Linked DNA regions of Mus musculus: regions 2, 3 and 4 are each linked to region 1. The links are chromatin contacts, called in public Hi-C, HiCAR-type and HiChIP or PLAC-seq maps. All regions are on one chromosome and are shown on one strand. Each heading gives the region's core, a stretch centred on a gene start, on an enhancer-like site or on the middle of the called end of the contact. The rest is flanking DNA. Distances are from core to core; before and after follow the strand shown.

What was found. Hi-C and Micro-C count contacts between places; a contact is called where the count stands out from the background. HiCAR-type assays count read pairs that join an accessible place to other places. HiChIP or PLAC-seq counts read pairs in DNA pulled down with a chosen protein or histone mark.
Region 2: a HiCAR-type map of astrocytes shows a contact between it and region 1, with 2.3 times the contacts expected there. The contact joins the promoter of 4933417D19Rik here to the promoter of Banp in region 1. A contact is called at or near these places in 5 of 39 promoter capture datasets (the C10 cell line, erythroid cells, fetal liver and 2 more), 1 of 115 datasets of contacts at active chromatin or transcription factors (astrocytes) and 1 of 9 other capture datasets (adipose tissue).
Region 3: a FOXA1 HiChIP or PLAC-seq map of pancreatic cancer cells shows a contact between it and region 1. The contact joins the promoter of Spg7 here to the promoter of Banp in region 1. A contact is called at or near these places in 1 of 39 promoter capture datasets (embryonic stem cells) and 1 of 115 datasets of contacts at active chromatin or transcription factors (pancreatic cancer cells).
Region 4: a Hi-C map of embryonic stem cells shows a contact between it and region 1, with 7 times the contacts expected there. The contact joins the promoter of 2810013P06Rik here to the promoter of Banp in region 1. A contact is called at or near these places in 1 of 39 promoter capture datasets (embryonic stem cells) and 2 of 484 Hi-C or Micro-C datasets (both in embryonic stem cells).

Annotation. Positions count from the first base shown.
Region 1 is chr8:121,948,649-121,952,084 of GRCm38.p6, forward strand. It overlaps Banp (BTG3 associated nuclear protein), which reads left to right and starts at 1,844. Exons shown (of 14, transcript NM_016812.4): 1 at 1,844-2,000. It overlaps Gm27011 (predicted gene, 27011), which reads right to left and starts at 1,997. Exons shown (of 1, transcript NR_169031.1): 1 at 1,030-1,997.
Region 2 is chr8:123,233,426-123,236,861 of GRCm38.p6, forward strand. 4933417D19Rik (RIKEN cDNA 4933417D19 gene) reads left to right here and starts at 1,666. Exons shown (of 3, transcript NR_045849.1): 1 at 1,666-2,128. Spata2l (spermatogenesis associated 2-like) reads right to left here and starts at 2,833. Exons shown (of 3, transcript NM_030176.3): 1 at 2,725-2,833; 2 at 2,093-2,424; 3 at 1-820. The coding sequence starts at 2,395.
Region 3 is chr8:123,063,566-123,067,001 of GRCm38.p6, forward strand. Spg7 (SPG7, paraplegin matrix AAA peptidase subunit) reads left to right here and starts at 1,943. Exons shown (of 17, transcript NM_153176.5): 1 at 1,943-2,144; 2 at 2,908-3,010. The coding sequence starts at 1,962.
Region 4 is chr8:123,041,010-123,044,445 of GRCm38.p6, forward strand. 2810013P06Rik (RIKEN cDNA 2810013P06 gene) reads left to right here and starts at 1,566. Exons shown (of 1, transcript NR_045268.1): 1 at 1,566-3,436. Ankrd11 (ankyrin repeat domain 11) reads right to left here and starts at 1,275. Exons shown (of 13, transcript NM_001081379.2): 1 at 940-1,275.

The sequences.
Region 1 (3,436 bases), core at 594-3,093:
GGGAAGCGGAGACAAGTGGATCACTGGGGCTCACTGGACAGTCAGTCTCACCTACCCTGCAAGCTGCAGGTCCCATTGAGAGACTGTGGTTTAAAATTCAAGGTGGGCAGCTGCCGAGGGACATGCATGTTGCACGCATGCGCACACATCAGCCTCCCGGTTCTGAACTCTGGCTCTGATTAGTGTACTCTCTGGTTGAGATCTAAACTGTATTAGCACTCGGACTCTCATTCAGCCCTTCATTGCTGCCTACTGGTGCCAACCCACCCTTTCCCCACCATCCACTCATCTGCTTGATGGTTGCACTAAATACATTTGAAGTCCTGGGATGGAGGAGACGGCAACGCCAGGGGTGAAAGGGAGGTTAAGGGGGATGTTAGGGTGACATGCTGGGGATGACGTCACCATTACTCTGTTTTTCCGTGCGGTCAGGCATTCATGTTCAGAACTCTCACAACTACAGTTTTAAAATCTGGGCCCAATTGAGGGGCGGTGGGAGGAGATAGTACAACTCTCTAAGAGTTTCTGGCCAAGTTCCTCGTAGTTCCTCTGGGCTTAGCTTTCTTTCTTTTTATTTTAAAGATTTATTTATTTATTTCATGTATGTGGGTACACTGTCACTGTCTTCAGACACACCAGAAGAGGGCATTGGGTTCCCATTACAGATGGTTGTGAGCCATCATGTAGTTCCTGGGGTTTGAACTCAGGACCTCTGGAAGAGCAGTCAGTGCTTTTTTTTTTTTTTTTTTTTTTTTCCCCAAATGAGACAGGGCTTCTCTGTATAACTCTGGCTGTCCTGGAACTCACTCTGTAGATTGGGCTGGCTCGAACTCAGAAATCTGGCTGCCTTTACCTTCCAAGTGCTGGGATTAAAGGTGTGCGCCACCACTGCCCAGCAGGTCTCATTTTAACAGCACAGTTCTAGGTTGAAATCTTCAAGACAATCCTGAGGTAAAGTGGCACAGGATCAAACCCCAGACAGAGCACAGTGGTTTAGAAGGGCTGTCCCAAGGTTGCCCAGCTGGTAGCTGCACTGAGTCATGGCTTTATTATCGGCACAGGGGAACGGGCAGGAAACAGGTTTTTGTTTTGTTTAGTTTTCTAAGTGAAAATAACTCCTGTAATCCCGGTTTGTAGGATTGCTCACTGCGAACATGCAGAAGGGGACAGCCTGGAAAGGAACACTGACGACAGACCAGGTGCAGAGAACCATTAGTGGCATTTCTGGCAACAAATGCACATCGATGCTGCATAGCTCCTATTGCATGATACGTAAGCATGTCACATATAATCTCTATCACAGTGACAGTGTCCCCACGACCAGCTTGTCCATAAGGAAGTCAGGCAACTTTCCAGACAATGCCACTGAACGAGCCCGGAACGTCTGAGACCGATGCCAGGTAGAGTAGGTAGGACGGGTTTGGGAGCGTACAGCCCATTTGAGCCGCTGACACTACAAGTCCCAGCAGCCCTCAGGGCAGGGAAGGCATGGGGCAGCCAGAATCCGGATGGACTACAAATCCCAGCAGGCAAATCATGGCCGCAGAGACTACCAGTCCCAGGACGCATCGTGCCACACACAGCGCACACTGGGATTTGTAGTCGTCAGGGCAGCGTTAGTGTGTTCACACCCATCAAAGAGGACGTACATTCCTCAGATTGAACACTGGAGGATTTACTGCTTTAGCAAGTAACATGGACGTGAGATGGGGAAGTAAGGGCCCAGCGAGTCAACTCTCGGAGCAGGGGAGGACAACTGCGCATGCTCGTTGGAGTCCGTCGGCGAAAGCGCGCGCCAGAGGCGCCCAGAGCAGGCCCCGCCCCCTTCCCGACCGGCCCCGCCCTTGAGCCGGGAGCCCAGGGAGCCTGCGCTGAGGGCGGGGCGCAGGCCGTGGGGAGGCGCTCGCGGCGCCTGCGCAGAGCGGCTGCTTCTCTCGCGAGGACGGACGCCATTATCGCAGCTCCCCGACAAACACCACGAGAATTCCGCAGCCCACACGGTAATTGCAGCTCCCGCAGCCGGTCGCGCCTCCACTCCCCCTTCCCGCGGGGCGAGAGCGAGAGCGAGAGCGAGATCTCCGGCCGCCCCCGCCCCGCCCCGCCGCCAACCGTCGCCAACGGCCACGGGGCCGCACGCCGGGCTGGGCGGGGGCCGGCGGGCCGCGGGATGTCCGCGCGTCGCCTCCGCGCCTCCACCCGCCGGGGCTGCGGGACCCGGGAAGCGAGCGAGCGAGCGGGCGAGCGGCCGAGGCCCGGCGGCCGTGCTCGCGTGCGTTCGGCTCCGGGGCCTCGGCGCCTCCCGGGCCCGCGCCCGGCGCTCCTGTCACGGGCTCGGCGCGCGGGCGCTGTGGCCCTGGCTCGGCCGCCCAAGTCTCTCAGGACTGAGCCTCGCGCGCTGCGCCCGGGCCCCGCGCGCCGCCCCGCCGCCTAGGTGGCCCCATCTCCCGGCCGTTGTTGGCGCTATGCCCCGGTAACCGGGTGACTTCGCCCTGGTTGGCGCGTCCGCCCGCCTCTGCTCTGCTCTCTGTTGACATCGGGGCCGAGACTGGTGCTCGCTTCCCCACCTAGCGTCACGTCCCCGTCCCGCACAGCCTGGCTCTTTTTTTTCCTTGTTACTTGTGGTGGCCTTTGTTTCTCTGCTCCTGGTGACATTGTAACTTCTCGGAGATAGTGTGGAACCTCCGGCTTCCCTCTACCTCCTCTCTGCCTTTCTTCTAATCTGGGTTGGGGACGCTTTAGGCGGGTGCAGGTAGGTCCCGAGGTCTTTCTTTCGCTGCACGCCTGGTCAGCTCAGGACGCAGTGTTTCAGTCAGCTTTCTTCTTGAGTCCCCAGGGAGCCTCTGCCAAGGACTTCCTTTCTGGTAACTGTTTCCTCCCTGGACCGGCCTAAGGTCTTCTTGGCATTGGAACAGGTCTGCCCTTCGCAGGTATGCTCGGTAGGCGTGTCCTCGAGCGCTGGGAGATTGTCCCAAGAGCCTTTCTTAAAGTCGTTAGAGAGTTTGTCGCCCTCCCCCCCACCCCCGCCCCATTTGGGCACACTACTTGAGTTTCTTTATCTTTCTATTCCTTTTTGATTTTCATTCCAGGAAAGAACTTCAGTTTATCTTTCACCCCAGTGGCGCAGGACTTTTAATTCCAAGCACTTAGGAGACAGAGGCAGGTGGATCTTTGCCAGTTTGAGGCAACCTCGTTTACATAGTGTTTACATAGGCAACCTCCCCTATCTCGGGGAGGGGGCCGGCGAATCCACCATCAGAATTGTAGTTTCTGAGCAGGGCATAGAGAGGTACACACCTCTAGCCCCAGCACTTGGGAGGCAGAGGCAGGCGGATCTCTTAAGTCTGACACCATCCTGCTCTACAGAGTGAGTTCTAGGACAGCCAGAACTACACAGAGAAACCTTGTCTTGAAAAACGAAACAAACAAAAAAAAATTT
Region 2 (3,436 bases), core at 416-2,915, 1.3 Mb after region 1:
TGTCACAGCAGAGGGTGGGTAGGTTGCCAGGGCTCAAGCAGCTGTGTGCCTGGTAGCTCAGAGGCTCAACAGCAGGCCCATAGGCCGAGGATGCAGCTGCTTCTGCCTGCCTGTGTCGGGGGCTGGCTTGCCCGGGGCTTGAAGGGGACTCAGGGGGAGCTAAGTCTCCTGAGCGACTCAGCTCACGGCGCAGAGAAAGGAAGGAGAAAGCAGAGGGTTCTGGCTCCAGCTCCTCTTCCAGAGCCCCATATGGTGGGCTGCTGGCCCGATGCATATCATCAGCTGGCGGTTCCCAGGGCTGACCTCCAGAACCCCATAGTTTGGCACTCTGCTCCCAGAGTGGTGGCCTGTAAGCCAGCTCCACAGGAGGCGAGTCCAGCCCTGGGGAAGGCTCACCATACAGACTGGCCTCTGAGCTCTCATCTTCCTGCAGGTCCTGATACAGGTCCACTGGGGCCCCATAAGTGGCAGGTGTGCCCCGAGGGGGCAGAGGTGGTGGCTCCTCATCTTGGGCCAGGCGTTGCTGCAGCCAGGCCACACAGGAGGCTACATCCCCACTAGCCCGTCGAGCTCGGAGCAGCTCCTCGGCTGGTAGTACGCTTGTACCCAGCTGAGTCAGGACCTCACTTAGGATCTCACACTCCAACCGAAGAGCAAAGCAACCTAGGGCCACCTGCACCAGCTGGCAGGCAGGGGGTGGGGTGGTCACCATTAGGCGGTGGTTGTCCCTGCGCACGTAGCCCATCTTCTGGAAGCTTCGAGTCAGGAGCTCCTCAGAGAGTACACCCTTCAGCACATGCACATAGCCCCCTGAGAAGGTCTGTAAGGAAGGGTCCTGGTCAGACATGCACTTCCATAAAGGTTCCTAGATGTAGCCTATGTGGGTTGAGCCTGCCTTGACCTCGGTGCACTTCTGAAGCTCCTGTCCACCCCCTGATACAGTTTCTATCTGTCTGGAGTGAGCTTGGATGTCAGACATTGTTTTCCTCCAAGGGAGAACCTAAACCCTTGTGTATGCTAAGCAAGCATTGTGGTCGAGACAAGGTCCTTGTTGTATAGCCCAGCTTGACCCCAAACTCACCATCCTCCTGCCTCAGCCTACAGGAATATTCCACTGTACCTCGCTGGCAGGTAGCCTCCCACGACTGTAGTATTCCAGAAAGTCCAATGTGCTTTCTAGATCCAAGCTACCAATGGAATCAAAGCTCCAGGGTTTAAGCTTGGGTCTTTCTAAGTGTGACCGTCTACAACAGCTCTAGGCTTCCTTGGAGCACTTCTGTGCATAGCACCCTTAGGGAGAGGATGTCTACACACAAGGAGCACTGGCCAGAACACCCTCCTTAGGGCGTTGCACCTCGACTTAAGAGAAAAGGGGCTTTTCCCTAAAACCACACAGCTAGGAGGCTCTATCCTTGCCAGCTCCACCCCAACACTATTTCTGAACTATTCAGTGTGAAGGCCACGCCTGGCTGCCTCTGTCCTCTGGGGCGGATGGGTGGGCTTCTAGCTTGACAGAACTGAATGAAAGTCCTGAGATCTCAGGTATTCCCGTGGAGCAGCAGGCTGGTGGGGTGTGGAGGGGGAGACGTTACCATGACAACCGGTGGAGGTTTACCTCGCCCACGTGCATTCTGACGTCATTGCCTTCCCACTCAAAATTAGCTCAGAGCGGCCCTACCCCCTCTAAGTGGTCTGCCATCTGACCTAAGGACTAGGCCAGCCCTGGACCTGGCCGCCTAACCTGGACCCAGGCAGGAATAAGATCCCTGCTGTTCTGATCTGCTGTTCTCTTCCCAGTCTTAGCAGCCTCCTTTTACAGATGGGGACCAGTCCACATCTTAGAGGAGTTAGGATGACCATAGGACATCAAGTACCTCCCTCACCCACCCACGTCTACCCTAGAATTTCCATGGCAACTAGGGCAGTGAGACTACTTTGAGGACAGCCATATAAGTTCTAGGTGAATGACTGGTAGGCATGCATCCCAACACGCCCACGAGCCCTCAACGCAGAACCCTCCCCTGAAGAGGATCTGCAGCCCTCAAACAGCCTGGACAAGGACGGGAGTGAAGGAGCACCACTGATGCCATACCTTGATAGTGGTGAACTCCTTTCTCCAGGGCAGCAGGTACAGGTGCACAGCGGCCAGCTCTAGGAGCTCAAAGGCGCGGGCCAGATCTTGGAGGGCCGGTGCCAGGTCAGCCCGCCCCCACAGGCCATCAGTGAACAGGGCTAGCGCATCGTCCTGTAGCGCCCCGTGCAGGTCAAAGTCTTCCACCAGAATCTGCCAGAGCACCGCGCGCAGCGAGGGGTCGCCGCAAACGCCCGCGCGGCCGCGCCGCAGCTCGCGCTCCAGGCACTGGCGATAGTCCTCGGACAGTGAGCTGCTGCCCATCCTGATCAGGTCCGGGATGAGGTGTCAAACTAGAGACCATGTCATCTCAGCTGTGTGTGCGACTCTCAACCCCGCACCCAGCAAGCCCAGGGCTCCCTCCAACCTGGAAATAGGGACCTTGGCAGCTTAGCCAACTCTCGGAATCTATGGTCCCTGAGACGTGGACGCTGACAGCTCAGTGACCACAGTATTTGTAGCCTCCCCTCCCCAGGACACCTTCAGCCCCGCTTGCTGAGCGTCCTCGTATCAACAGCTCCGCTCCCACTAGCTGAACCTCTTGCAGCCAGAGCCCCTCTCCCACTGACGGTCCCCGTGGGCGGCGGTGCTACCTGCTAGTCGCCAGCTATTCCAGAGAGCTCCGCTTGGGCCTGGGTCTCTCCTCGCTCTTCCGCAGAAAGTCAAGCCCGCCCCTTGGCCTTGGTCGTGACGTTGGTGGGCGAGGCTGGAGTCGGGTGCCGCCCTTTCGGCTAAGTAGGAGGGTGGAGGTGTAGGCGTGGCCTGGGCGAAGCTGGGCGTGGCCCTCCCCTGCAGCTCACCTTTTGAAGTTCTCTCAGATTCACTAGTTAGTCTTTCAGCTAGTCTGAGTGGGAGTACACAGTGGGTGTATGATCACTGGTCGCCAAGATGTGCCTAGCGGAACCGGTCTGAACCAGGCTGGACTTTGGCTCCTCAAGCCAACCCACAGAATAGCCAAATACCGGCTAGGCGGGGCCTGTCTTGGCAGATCATGGACCAAAGGAGGTCAAACACACGTATTTAAGTACAATTTAAAACGGGTGGGGTGGTGGACTGCCCAGTGGGTATGAGCACCTGCGTGGCAGCTCATTTTTTTGTCTTTAACTCCAGTTCCCAACATCCACTTCTGGCCCCTGCATCTGGTGTTTTTGATGCACATGCATGCAAACAAAATAATTATAAATAATAGAACGGGAGGTCCTTCGGACTGCCTCTGCAGGCTTTGTTTCCTGGTCTCTGGCACTTCATTTCTTAGTCCCTGAGAAAGTCGGTTAGGGAGTATTTGAGGCAGGATGAATGTATTCA
Region 3 (3,436 bases), core at 693-3,192, 1.1 Mb after region 1:
AATTCCCAGCACCCACATGGCATCTCGCAACCATCTGTAACTCCAGTGCCAGGGGATCTGATGCCCTCTTCTAGCCTCCCTAAGCACCAGGCACACACTAGGTGCCTTGCATGCAGGCAAAACATCCACACGTATAGAAATGAACTAAAATATTTACGGAGCGGGAGAGATGGACGCGTGTTGCTTTTTTGGAGGACCCAGATTGATCCCCAGCACCACCCGGGGGTTCACAATCACCTAAAATTCCAGTTCCAGGGCATTCAATGTCACGTTCAGACCTCTGAGGGCACCAGGCTGGCACATATACACTTACATATAAGCAGGTAAAACACTCAGCCCATACAATTAAATGATTTAAACTTTCACTTCTGCGTGGCACGGTGTGTGCATGCCTTTGATCCAGCCCTGAGGGGGCAGGGGCAGGGAGATCTCTTGTGAGTTTGAGACTGGCTAGGACTACATAGTAAGATAATTTTTATTTATTTATTTACTTCAGAGAGTTTGCTTGACATGAAGCCAGGCACCAGTCAGCACCGAGAAGGCTTATTGTTTGAATTATTTAGTGTTAAGGGACTTGGAGAGTACAGAAAGACATGGAGTGGAAGGAAAGGCACCGAGACTGCTTTGGGGGCTTTCTGCAGTTAGACTACCAGGCACCAGCCTGGCATGGACTAGCAGGACTCAGAGCTTCAGTGGCCCTGCCCAGGCCTGGGATTGCAGCTGTCCATGGGTGGGACAGCAAGCTCTCCCTTCTGTCTCTGCACAAATGAACTGTCAAAGCCAAATGGTATGAAGCTCGGGATGACGGGTGCTCCTCAGGGGCAGTGAGTATAATTAAGGGGGCTCTTAATTTGGTCATAAACACAGTCCACAGGAACAAAGAATGCTAGTGGTTGCCTGATGCTAAGGGAGTTGGAGAAATGGGTAGTAGACCACTAATGGCTATAAGGGGGGGAGGGGTCTGGAAAGATGGCTCAGTGGTTAAGAGCACTGTCTGCTCTTCCAGAGGACACGGGTCCAATCACCACTTTAAATGTTTTATTTAATGTGCACTGGTGTTTTGCTTGCATGTATGTCTGTGGGAGGTTGTCGAATCCCCTGGAACTGGAGTTACAGATGGTCATGAGCTGCCATGTGGGTGCTGGGAATTGAACCTGGATCCTCTGGAAGAGCAGCCAGTGCTCTTAACAGCTGAGCCATCTCTCCAGCCCCTCCAGTTCCGACTTTAGGAGCCCCCCTCCCTCCCTCTCTAAGATTGAGGGCACCGTTTTCCTACTCTGTATGTAGCTGCTGCCCTGTGGTCTCACACACCACTGGCTCTAAGTTGATTCTGTAGCCAGCCAGGGGCATCCCCCGGATCTCTGATGTTCAGAAAAACTGGTTCATTCTTGTCAGGCCGGCACACAGGAGACGGAGCTTGAGTTTGAAGCCAGACTGTTGCACAGCGATACTGTATTTAAAAAAACAAATAACCAAAACCAAGAGGCAGGTGGATCTCCGAGTTCGAGGTCAGTCTGGTCTACAGCGAGAGGACAGCTAGCACCACACAGAGAAACAACAAAATAAATACGTACAGGAAGGACGGAAGTGGCCAACAGGAACCACCAAATCGCACCCCAAAGAAAGAGATAACGTGAAAAGCGAATCGTGTATCCACTTGCCAAGTACTGGAAACCGCAACTTGGACTGTTAATAAAACACAAGAGAGAAAAATACCGGGTAACCGTAGCCTGTCTCTACGTGAACCCGCAGGCTGCGGGCTGCTAGCTTTCGCGCTGCGCACCCTGCTGACTCTCGAGGTTTCGCAGCTAACCTTGCGGATACCAGACGGTTCGGACCGCGCAGGCGTCGCCAGGAGCGCGCGACCTTCAACCCCGCGCAAGCGCAAAGGGAGGCCGCCCTCAAAAACCTGACCGTTAGGGCGGCCGGAGCCGCACTGCGCAGGCGCCGCTTTCGGCACCATGGCGGCCGCCTTGCTGCTGCTTCGCGGGCTCCGCCCCGGCCCGGAGCCCCGGCCCCGACGGCTGTGGGGCCTGCTCTCAGGCAGGGGCCCAGGCCTCTCGTCCGGGGCTGGGGCCAGGCGGCCGTACGCGGCCCGCGGGACTCCGGTTGGCCCGGCTGCGGCTGGAGGCCACGCGCCTCAGGTAACCCGCTCGGAGCCCGGCGGCGGCGGGTGTGGCGGGTCGGTCCGCGCCGACCGGAAGTGCGCCTGCACCTCGCTCTTCCGCAGGAGGATGGCTGCTGTGGGCTCCCCGGGACGGGAGGCAGCATCTGCCTCGGGTGGTTCGTCTCTCCCTGGCGTGTGTGAGAGAGACGCCCTGTATCACTGTCCCTGGCGGCTTCAAACTGAGTCCTGGTCACCCGTGCCTTTCCGTCCTCTTCTTTCTGGTCTGGAGGCAGGCGTTCATGTGTACTCGGAGCAGCCCTTGGACTCCCGATCCTTTTGCCCACATAGGTGGTGCACACTTGCAATTTCAGTATTTGCTGGTAGGACGAGGCCAGGAAGATTGTGAATTGGAGACTCAAACTGGGCTGTGGGTGAAAGTTAATTGACTTTTGTTTCTTCGGTTTTTTTGTTTTGTTTTGTGGCTGAGTCCAGTGAAATTCATTGATGGAGTTGATTGACACTTTCCCTTGGCCCCTCCCCTTCTTGGGAGGCAGTTCTAGGATGGAAACCGAGGAGGGAGAGATTCTCAATACACAGTTGAAGATGACTTTGAACTTTTGATGCTCCTGCATCCCCTCCCAAGTGCTGGGATTACATGCATGCGCCACTGTACCCAGTTTTAAGGAGGTACTGGGGATCAAATCCATAGCTTTCTGCATGCTAGGCAAGGACTTTGATTAGGCCTGTGTTGTTGTGGTATATGGTCTTAGTGTTACCTCGGTCTTTTTCTCTTTTTACAGAGTTTGCTATTGCGAATACTGACCCCTAGCTTTGAAGGTATTAGCGGATTGTTACTGAAACAGCATATAGTTCCAAATGCAGTCAGACTGTGGCCGCTTTCAGGTGTGTATGCATTGCATGGTCCATTACTGAGGGACACAGGTTTTACTGTAGTCCTATAAGAGCATAGTGGAAGAGGACAAAACCAAACAAACCAGGTCTTACATGCCTGTAATCTCAGCACTAAAACAGGGGCTGCCAGTTGGAGGTCAGGCAGAACTAGCTAGTGAAACCCTGCTGGCCCCCTGCTCACCCCCACCCCCCACCCAAAAAAACAAAAGGTTTTATGTTGTCTGAGAGCACAGCACTTGCTGCAGTGAGCAGGGCTCGCTGTGATGTTCAGTAGAGTAGCCTAGGAGCAGAAGGCCATGCTGTGTGTGCAGCAGCATCCACCATCTCAGGCTGTGTGCATGCACTCTAGTCTAAGAGTGGAGGCTCCTTGGCAGGTGACAAGTGACATAGGAGAACGTCACTAGTTAGACACTGACC
Region 4 (3,436 bases), core at 316-2,815, 1.1 Mb after region 1:
AAAAATGAGACTCCACACCAAGCCACATACATAGGAACTGAACCGCACATCCGTCTGTGAAGGGGCTAGATCCATGTGGCAGGGCCAACCCTGCACACACGTACACACACACACGGGCGCGCGCGCGCACACACACACACGCACACACACACACACACACACGCACACACACTCTCGCAGCTACCGCCTTGCCAGGGGATGATGAAATGAGGAACGGAAATTAACATTTCAGGCAACGTCTCACATTGTTCCTTGAGGCCAAAGGCTGCTCCTGCAGCCGTCGCCTACACCGCTTTCCTCCCACTCTCCCCCCCGAGTCCCGCCTTCCCCTCCCCCAGACGCCCCCCGCCGCCCCGCATTCCTGCCCCCACTCGGGCCTGCGCGCCTCCGCACCCCGCAGCTCCAGGTCCCCGGCTCGCCCGCCCCCTCCGGCTCGGCTCGCAGCCCGAGGGCCGCCTGCTCCCATTTCAAAACACGATAATAATAGGGACGCTGGGAATAACAACTACCACCAGCCCGGCGACGGAGCCCCTCCCGAGGGTCAGAGGTCGGCGCCCCGCGCCACTGAGGACCCCAGGGACTCCCGGGAGCCCGCCGTCGTCCTCACAGCGTCCCGGGACCCACTAACGCACCATCGACCCTCGCTCAAGGCCCGCCCTCGGTCCTCACGGCCGCCACAGCCCACCCCGGAGCCCTTCCTTAGCCTCTCTCGGCCGCCCGACCCCCGGGACGCCCCGAGGCCGGCCTCGGAGCCCGCCCTCGGCCCCTCATGGTCGCTCGCAGGACCCCCGCGGCCCACCGACCGGCCTCTCGCGGCGCACGGCCCGCCCCGGGGCACCCGCGGCGGCGGGCAGCGGAGGAGGCCTGCAGGCCGCAAGGCCGCAGGAACGCCCGACGCCCTCCCCGACCACCACCCCCCAGGTCCCCGGCGCCTCTCACCCGGCTCCGAGGGCGACGCGGCTCCGCGGCGGAACGGCGGCGGGGCGCGGGCGCTGCCCATGCAGCCCGCGGCCGCGTTTCCCGGGCCGCGCGGCCCGGGCGGGAAGGCGGCGTCGGCGCGCGGGCTGGAGGCTGCGGCGAGTGCGGGGCCGGCGGGATGCAAGCCCGCCCTCGGCGTGCAGGAGCTCACGCGGGGCCGCGGCGCTCGCGCGGACGCTACTGCGGGGGCGTCTGGCCGCGGACTCCGCCGCGGCGCCTCCCCGGCTGGGGCCCTCGGTCCATCGCGCTCTGTCGCGGGCGGCCTCTGGCTCCAGGACCCAGCGGTGGCTGCGGCGGGCGCCGGCCGCATGAGAGCCTCCCGCCCATTGGCTCGCCGTATCCGCCACCGCCATTGGCCCGCCCCGCAGAGCGGCAGGGGCCGCTTACGTCACGTCGGAGAGGAAATGCGATGCCGGGGTGAAAGGGCTCAGACGGCCCGACGGCTTCCGTAACAGGCACGGGGCGGCGCTAGGGAGACGTCCGGGAATGATTGGCATCCGTGCGTAGGAGACCCAGGCGGAGAAAGCCGCTGGATTGGCTGACCTCCCTGCCACGGGACACGACGATTGGCCCTACTCGGTGCCGGAAGTGATGAGGCCGCGGTCTGGAAACAAGGTTGTTGTCGAAGGAGCCAGAAGGTGGGAGCCGGCTTGTACCGGCTGGCCTTGCGCTGCGGACGCGAGGTCGTGTGTCGCCTGTGAGCCTGTGTGAGCTTCGAGAATGTGTGTCTCTAGCCGGCAGGAGGCTCTTGCAGGAGCAAAGGCAGCCGGGATGATGGCCGCGAAGGAGAAAGGCGGCCTCGGCCCCCACCCGCGATCCGGCTCTTTCCTGGAGGTGTTCCTGGACTGCGCTTCGCTCCGAGTCCCGTGAGCCACGTTAGCAACCGGGATGTGGTGAGCTCCAGACTCTGCCCGGAGGTTTCCTTAGACACCGCGCGCGCTTCAGCCGCCTCCCTTCCCCGGCTCCAGAACTTCACCGCGATGGTTCATGAAACAACAACAACAACAAAAAAAAAGGTTGACGAACCTCAGAGCTAGGCAGCAAAGTCGCATCGTCATGTGCCTGATTGTTTGAATTTACAGAACGCGGAAAAAGTTTAATGATGGTTTGCGTTAGTAGTGATTTGGTTTGCAAACGAGCTAAAAATTCGAATCCCAGCGCTGTAGTGACCGAGACAGGCGTATCCGGAGCTCAGAGTACATTGTTGTGAACATTTCGAGTTCAAGATTTGAGTTCCATGAAACCTTTGTCTCAGAAAAATGCATAAAGTAATTGTGACGAGTCTGATATGTTGGTATAGGCTTTTTATCCCGGTACTTAGGCAGAGGCAGGCTGGATCTCTGAGTTCCGGGCCAGCTAGGGCTACACAGTGAAAGCCAATTTCATAATATAATAAAATATAAAATAACAAGTAACCAGGGCTGGAGAGATGGCTCGGCGGCTAAGAGCACGTGCTGCCCTTCTCGGCACCCACCTCAGACAGCTTCACAGCCACCTTCAGAGGACTTGACATCTTCTGACTTTTCAGGAACTCACACCCGAGTAGAGTACTCACACATATAGACTACATATAAATCTTTTAAAGTAAATGGGACCTGGGGAGATGACCTGTCGGTCAAAAGCACTCACTGGCTGCTCTTCCAGAGGATCTGGGTTCGATTCCCGGCATCTGTAACTCCTGTTCTAGAAGATCTAACATTGTCTAGGGGCTCCCCAAACATGCACTAGTACACATACATATACACAGAAAAAAAATACGCTTCTGCACAGAAAAAAATCTACAAAAAAAAAGTTTTAAGTAGTCAAACTTCCAGCCTTGTCCTATTTAAAGAGCATCTGTGTATTTGTGAACCAGAAAAGCTAAGTGACTAAAATCAATATTTATACTTCTTTGTTTTGTTTTGTTTTTGACTTTTGGGGTTTTGTTTGTTTGTTTGAGACAAGTTTTCTCTGTGGAGCCCTGGCCTTCCTGGAAATAGTTCTGTAGAGGGTTTGGGTGTTTTGTTTTGTTTGTCTGTATAAACAAAGTCTTTACAGAGCACAGATTATGAAATCATGGGATTGCACATCCCGGAGTGATGGGACCTTAGAGGTGACCTTTCTTCCCTATTTGAAGCAAATACAGAGTTTAGAGGACATGGTATGATAAAAACTGCCCTGCCCCTGTTCAAAATTCCAGCTTTGTGATGAGTAGCTGTCCTTGTAACCATGGACACTTCAACTTTTGGTTATTTTCCTGGGTAAACAGGAACAACAGATGGTGTCAATTTCATCAACATGGGACGAAGAGGATGTGAAACCTGTAAAATACATGAGCGCCTACATAAAGAAAAGCTGTCTGCTGGAGTGTACTGTGTGTATATTGTGTGGGAAGGCAGAGGACCTCTTTGTGGAGTTAGTTCTCTCCTTCGAACTTTAATGTTTCAAGGATCATAGACTCCAGGGCTGGAGAGATGGC